2 separate regions of the Sus scrofa genome follow, and region 1 is linked to region 2. A link is a contact called in public Hi-C data. All regions are on one chromosome and are shown on one strand. The core of a region is the stretch at or near the end of the contact, and the rest is flanking DNA. Distances in the headings are between cores, read along the strand shown. Region 1 holds the start of SLC30A4 (solute carrier family 30 member 4). Region 2 holds the start of BLOC1S6 (biogenesis of lysosomal organelles complex 1 subunit 6).

Region 1 (3,190 bases), core at 655-3,154, 53 kb after region 2:
GAACCCAACTAGTATCCATGAGGATGTGGGTTCAATCCTGGGCCTCACTCAGTGGGTTAAGTCTCCAGTGTTACTGCAGGCTGTGGTGTAACTCACAGATGCAGCCCAGCATTGCCAGGGCTGTGGCATATCCCATCAGCTACATCTTTGATTTGACCCCTAGCCTAGGAACTTCCATATGCCCTAAGTGTAGCCCTAAAAAGACAAAAATAAATAAATAAATAAATAGAAGGCAATCTTCAAGAAATTTTCTCCCTTCTGTTGACAATGACCTGATTCCTAATCTGACTCCCATGGCTGCATTCTCCGAAGGAATATTATAGACATTCAAAATGGAAGGACTCCCCTGGATTCCAAAAGCAGTCGGTGCTCTTGCACTAGAGGCATGCAAGATTTTAAAGTGTTATCTGGATCTTCAGGGGACAATGGTGTGTCATATGACCTTTGACTGTATTTTTTGTAACTTGAAATTTGGTGATCCATGTATACTGTTGTTAAAAATACATTTATAAACACCAGATAAATGTGTTTGCATTACAATTCAACTCCAACCTAGGGGGCTTGCTCTGAGTTCTCCTGGCAGTGTTGTTTTAAATCTTATTTGAGTCTGAATTCCATTTGACAATATGGATGAAGGCTAAAAGAAAATAGTCAGGAAAATACTTATACCCACCAAAATATATACATACGTTTAATGCCTCTGAATCCCGTAAAACCCATTCAGAGAATCACAGGAGAAGGGGGAAGCCATTTCATTTTCCCACTAAAATTTACATCTAAATTAAAAGCTACTACTGAAAACGTAATTCTTTTAAATTCTTTTTAAACAGAACCAAACGACCAGAACAGAAACCTCTACTAGATCTTCTGTGCTTGGGTTTAGCACTGAAATACCTTGGAGGCAAAAGGACCAGTGGCAATTAGAGCAGAGAGAACACATATTTGCTGAAAAGCAACAGTAAATACGAAGCAGGATATAGAACTGATGACGACCACAAGTCTTGCCCTCTCCAAGTTGCCCTGACTGTGCAGCAAATTCTGTCAGCTAGCCAGAGAAGCAGCAATTCGAGGAGAGAAAAGGTGCTCAGCTTCCCACTTAGCAAGAAGACGCTTATATTCGTTTTCTGCTGAGCATCCGCACGCAACCCAGATCTTAACCCAGGATTCCCTAGGGCCTCCTTCAGTGGGGTGAACTCCGGGCAGCAACGCCCAGCCCTGGATGGGTGGGACCGTTCGAATCGACCCACTTAGCCCGCGGACCCCAGCTCAGTCCGCTCACGCCTTCCAGCCTCGGGAAGAGAAACGGCCGCGCGCAGCCCGGCAGCTTCACTTGTGAATGTCCCCGGGCCGAGGCGAGCCTGTGGGCGCCGAGACCTGGAGCCGGGTAGGCGGCGGGGGAGCGCGGCGAGCGCCCCTGCTCCGCCCCTCGCGGGCGCCCGGGCCCGCGCGCCCCGCCTGCGTGTCCCCGTGCCGACCCCTCCCTCGCGCGCCTCGCCGGCGGCCGCTCCGGCGCACGCGCGCGGTCTAGCGCAGGGCGGGGAGAGGCGGCGGCCGCGGGCGTCCAGCCCCGAACCTGTCAGACGCGGGGAGCCGGCCTGGAGCTGCTGGCGCCTCAGGCACGAGGACGGCCCCGGTCCCCCGCTGCCCGGGGCTGAGCTGTGCGAGCCGGCCCCGCCGAGCCGGCCCGGGGTGGGGAGATGAGCGGCGGCCCGGCGGCTGCGCCCCAGGTAGAGCGCTGCCCCCTTTCGGAGCCCCGGAGCCCTCGCCGTCCGGAGCTTCGGAACTTGTGGGCTCTGTTGGGGCGCCTTTAATTTATAACGTGTTTCGTTTCCCTCAGGATGGGGAGGGACGTATGGCAGTGCCTTCGGGAACTAGCGCTCGGGTGAAGTAGGAGCCGCCGGCCGTCAGCCTGCACCGAGCCGTTTGGCGCCGCAGCTGCTCAGCCTTTGCCATGGCCGGATCCAGCGCGTGGAAGCGCCTCAAATCTCTGCTGAGGAAGGATGATGCGCCGTTGTTTTTAAATGACACCAGCGCCTTCGACTTCTCGGAGGAGGCGGGGGACGAGGGGCTTTCTCGGTTTAACAAACTTCGAGTTGTGGTGGCCGACGATGGTTCTGAAACCCAGGAAAGGCCTGTTAACGGGGCGCACCCGGCCCTTCAGGCCGACGATGATTCCTTGCTGGACCAGGACTTACCTTTGACCAACAGTCAGCTGAGTTTGAAGGTGGACCCCTGTGACAACTGCAGCAAACGGAGAGAGTTGCTGAAGCAGAGAAAGGTGAAAACCAGACTGACCATTGCTGCCGTTCTTTACTTGCTTTTCATGATTGGAGAACTTGTAGGTGAGTTGTGTTGCCAACTCACTTTCCATTTATCTTGGTTGAAGAGTCTTTGTCAAGTGGTATAGTTACACCTGATTTGAGGTTTAAACTTTCTTTTCAGGAAGCTTATTATTTATCAGGATACTGATCTGGTGATGTGAAAAGGCCACACGGTTCCAAAGTACAGATCTACCTAGGTACAACATAAACTTCCAGAGATAACTTTGACTTTTTCTTTTAGTTCTCCCAACACTGTATTATCTATTGTAAGGTTAAGGACATTATCTTCATTATAATCATGTAACTTCCTCTTTAAAAAAAAAATTCTGATAAAACACCAGGTTAATTGTGCAACATTTAAAATAGTAAATGATTCTAAAATTATTTAGAATCATAAACTTCTACAGTATCAAGGGACTTTACCGAACACCTGCTTCACCTTTTTTAAGGGGTCTGAAGTGGGTAATTGAAGAACTACAGCTACAGTTCCATTGTTCAGATTTTTTTCCTCTGTATTTGAATTGTGTTCTCTTACTATTTCCTTTTGTATTTATATCCAAGAAATTTGCAAAACCAAACACTACTGACTAAGCTCAAAGTTTTTCATTGTAAAGAGGATCTGAAGGCCAGAATGGCCCCCCAGGTTTTAGGAACTTGGTTTTATTTTTCATTTTTTCATTATTCAAGTAATATATTCTTACTAGAAAATACATTCTCAGAGATTAATTGCACAGTCACATTAGTGTGAGCACTAACTTCTCTTAGTGACAATTTATAAAGTGACGCTGCAGCAGAATAAGTGATTATTCTCCTGTGTTCTCTTTTTTTTCTTTTTTCTTTTTAGGGCCACACTTGCAACATATGGAAGT
Region 2 (3,103 bases), core at 42-2,541:
GTATCTGGCCCTTAGTTTAGTAAGTAGTAAGGAGCCATTTAAGGTTTCCAAGTAAGGAAACAACATGATAGGAGCTTTATCTTGGGGAAGTGACGTGACAGGGAGCTAGATGGAATGAAAGAGTAAAGGACTGGAAGGGCACTAGCCTTACAACTGTTGCTGTAGCAGTGAAATGCAAAAAGGAGATGGAAATTGTAGAACAGAATCCCCTAAATAGAGGTAGGAGGCCAGTGAGAAGAGTCAAGAGTAATGTCAAGTCATAGGGACTTGGCACCATTAATAGGATCAAATATCTACTTTTATTTATGTACATGCTATATGTGAGATTAGTGCAAAACAACCACGTCAAAGTACCCAACAAGCGGATGGAGGAGCAAGCAGAGAGGGACCCGAGCTGCACTTGTACACAAAGAAGCCATATTTATAGAATAAACTTGTGCAGGTGGGAAAAGAGGGAGATCACTGAGGAAAAGCACGACCAAGAAAGCGCTGAGTTATTTGGGGGTAACTCCTGAAATTTTGCAACAGGAAGTACAAGTAAAGGCACGTCCAAAGTCCTGCAGCCTTCTGCACCTAGGGCACCTCATCTGAACCACAGAACACAGTAACTGCTTTGACTATCTTCTCAATTCTCCCAAGGACGGTAAATACATAGTACCATTGCGGATGCACAGCAAGTCAATTCACTACATTCAATAGACGTCCTAAGCCATTAGGGCTTAAATCTCTCCTGGAACTCAGGATGAGAAGACTTCTGGAGAAATAGGGATGCAGTAAGGTCAACATGCAAGACGAGCATTTCATGAGTAAGTGGTCAATAAAACTGGATACATCAGTTCTCTGAATCACAAACCTATTATCCTTCTGAGAAATTCATCCTAAACCCCTAACGTGTAAGAGTGTGCTGGAGTCAACACACAAACTCAGAATGGCTTCATCATCAACCTCCACCAACAGCACCCCAAACACCGCTTCCCCTCCAGACCTCATTTCCCCTCCCCTGCTTTCGATTGGAGGTTAGGCAATATAACCATACTTCCGCGCTGGGGCCAAAGCCTCCAGGCCGCGGCACCAAAAGCATCTTATTCCTGCGAAACGGCCCACTTACTCTTACTCCCGGAGACCCATCCACTCGGGTCCCAGCCGCCCGCCCCGCCCCAAAGCACGTACCAGGCGTGATGTCCTCGGCCCCCAGGCCGTCAAGTGGCCCTGGCAGGACCCTGTCCGGGGGCGGCGGCCCAGAGACACTCATGTCCCGTCCGCTGGGAATTGGCAAGGGGCAGCTGTACAGTCAGAGGCAGTAAGTACCGAACGAGTCCAGAGCCTACCCGGACAAAAGCGACGGTCGCACCCGGAAGTGACAGAAGCGGAATGCGTCAGGCCCAAGGCACTTGACCACGGTCCGCCCCACCCCCTTCTTGCCTTCCACCCCTTCACCCCCACTTCCGGGACTCTGCGCTCAAGAGGTTGTCTGGTTAGGAAGTGGTCTGAGTAGAGTCGGCTGTGTAGCGGTGGTAGGAGGCGGGGATGAGAAGGGGTGGTGACGGGAAGGGGCTGCTCCCAGGAGTGTCTCTGAAGACTGGAACGCACTGTGTTGAGCATGGGCGAGCAGCCGGACTTGGTTCAGTAAGTCTGTGCAGCTTTTCAGTTTTGTGTCTGCCTAAGGAAACGCCTTGAGAACAAGGACCCTGCAAATTTGGACCTATTAAAAAGTCAACCTTTAGCTCTCTTCAGCCTTACTAATTGGAGGTTTTCCCGGGATTCCTTTTCCTCCTGTTGATTGTAGCTGACCAATTTATTAGGCCTGGGTTGCAGCATCCACTGAACAGATTCAGCCAAATTACTGAAAACTGCACTTACTGAGATCCTAAGGGATGATGTCACGAACTTTAATGAAAAACACTTAGAAATGGGCAGAAGCAGCGTCAGACCCAATAAAACGCCTCTTTACCTTCGACCCTCTCACTTAGACTGTAATAGTGGCCTCCTAATGTTGCACCCCAAATAACTTATGCTGCAGGCAAGGTGTCTTAAAAAAAAAAAAAAAAAAAAAAAAAAAAAACTCGAGTCCTACCACTCTGCCATCTTCTCTCTAATCTTCAAAAAAATGAGAATTTGGCAGTTCCCATTGTGGCACAGCAGAAACCAATCCGACCAGTATCCATGAAGATGTGGGTTCGATCCCTGGCCTCCCTCAGTGGGTCAGCAATCCGGCACTGTCATGAACTGTGGTGTAAGTCACAGACAGGGCTCACATCTGGCTTTGCTGTGACTGTGGTGTAGGCTGCCAGCTACAGCTCCCAATTCGACCCCCTAGCCTGAGAACTTCCATATGCTGCAGACGCGGCCCTAAAAAGCAAAAGTAAAATTAAATTTTAAAAAAATTTTAAATGAGAATTTATGTCAAGCCTCAGAGACTTGCACCTGTTCCCCAATACTCTCATCAGTGCATTCACACCCCTTCGTCTTTTGGCCTCCTTTCCTCTCAAGATTAGCTGCTTCTTACTACCTGTGGTAAGGAGAATAATCCCCCCACCAAAGATATCCACAGACTTAATCCCCAGAACCTGTGAATATGTCATTTCACCACAAAAGGGTAATTAAGGTTGTTAGTACTATGACTTATAAAATAAATTACCCAGGGTTATTGAGTGGGGACCAACATAATCACAAGGGACTTCAAAACTGGAAAGGGGAGGCAGAAGAACAGAGCCTAGAGGGAGATGTGACTATGAAGAATGACTAGAGAGATGAAACGTTGCTGGCTTAGAAAATAGACGAAAAGGGTTACCAGCCAGGATTGGTGACCTTTAGAAGCCAGGGGCAGGGGAAGGAAATGGATTCACTGCTGGAGCCTCTAGATTGGAACTCAGCCCTCCCAACATCTTAATTTTATCCCACTGAGATCTGTGTTGGACTTCTGACCTACAGAACTCTAAGACAGCACATAAATTTGTATTGCTTTAAGTTTGTTACTACAGCAATCTGAAGGTAACGCACTCCCCTTTGAACATCCTTTGTTCCATCTGAGCATACTCCCCAAAGCTATGCCCTTTCATGCCTGAGATATTCTTTTCACAGTCCTACTCATCTTTCAATGCTC

What was found. Hi-C and Micro-C count contacts between places; a contact is called where the count stands out from the background.
Region 1: a Hi-C map of skeletal muscle shows a contact between it and region 2, with 2.9 times the contacts expected there. The contact joins the promoter of SLC30A4 here to the promoter of BLOC1S6 in region 2. A contact is called at or near these places in 1 of 5 promoter capture datasets (liver), 12 of 47 Hi-C or Micro-C datasets (adipose tissue, blood, brain and 6 more) and 2 of 2 datasets of contacts at active chromatin or transcription factors (alveolar macrophages and skeletal muscle).

The regions. Positions count from the first base shown.
Region 1 is chr1:126,235,454-126,238,643 of Sscrofa11.1, forward strand. SLC30A4 (solute carrier family 30 member 4) reads left to right here and starts at 1,905. Exons shown (of 7, transcript NM_001130972.1): 1 at 1,905-2,342. The coding sequence starts at 1,952.
Region 2 is chr1:126,183,522-126,186,624 of Sscrofa11.1, forward strand. BLOC1S6 (biogenesis of lysosomal organelles complex 1 subunit 6) reads right to left here and starts at 1,292. Exons shown (of 5, transcript NM_001098592.1): 1 at 1,171-1,292. The coding sequence starts at 1,252.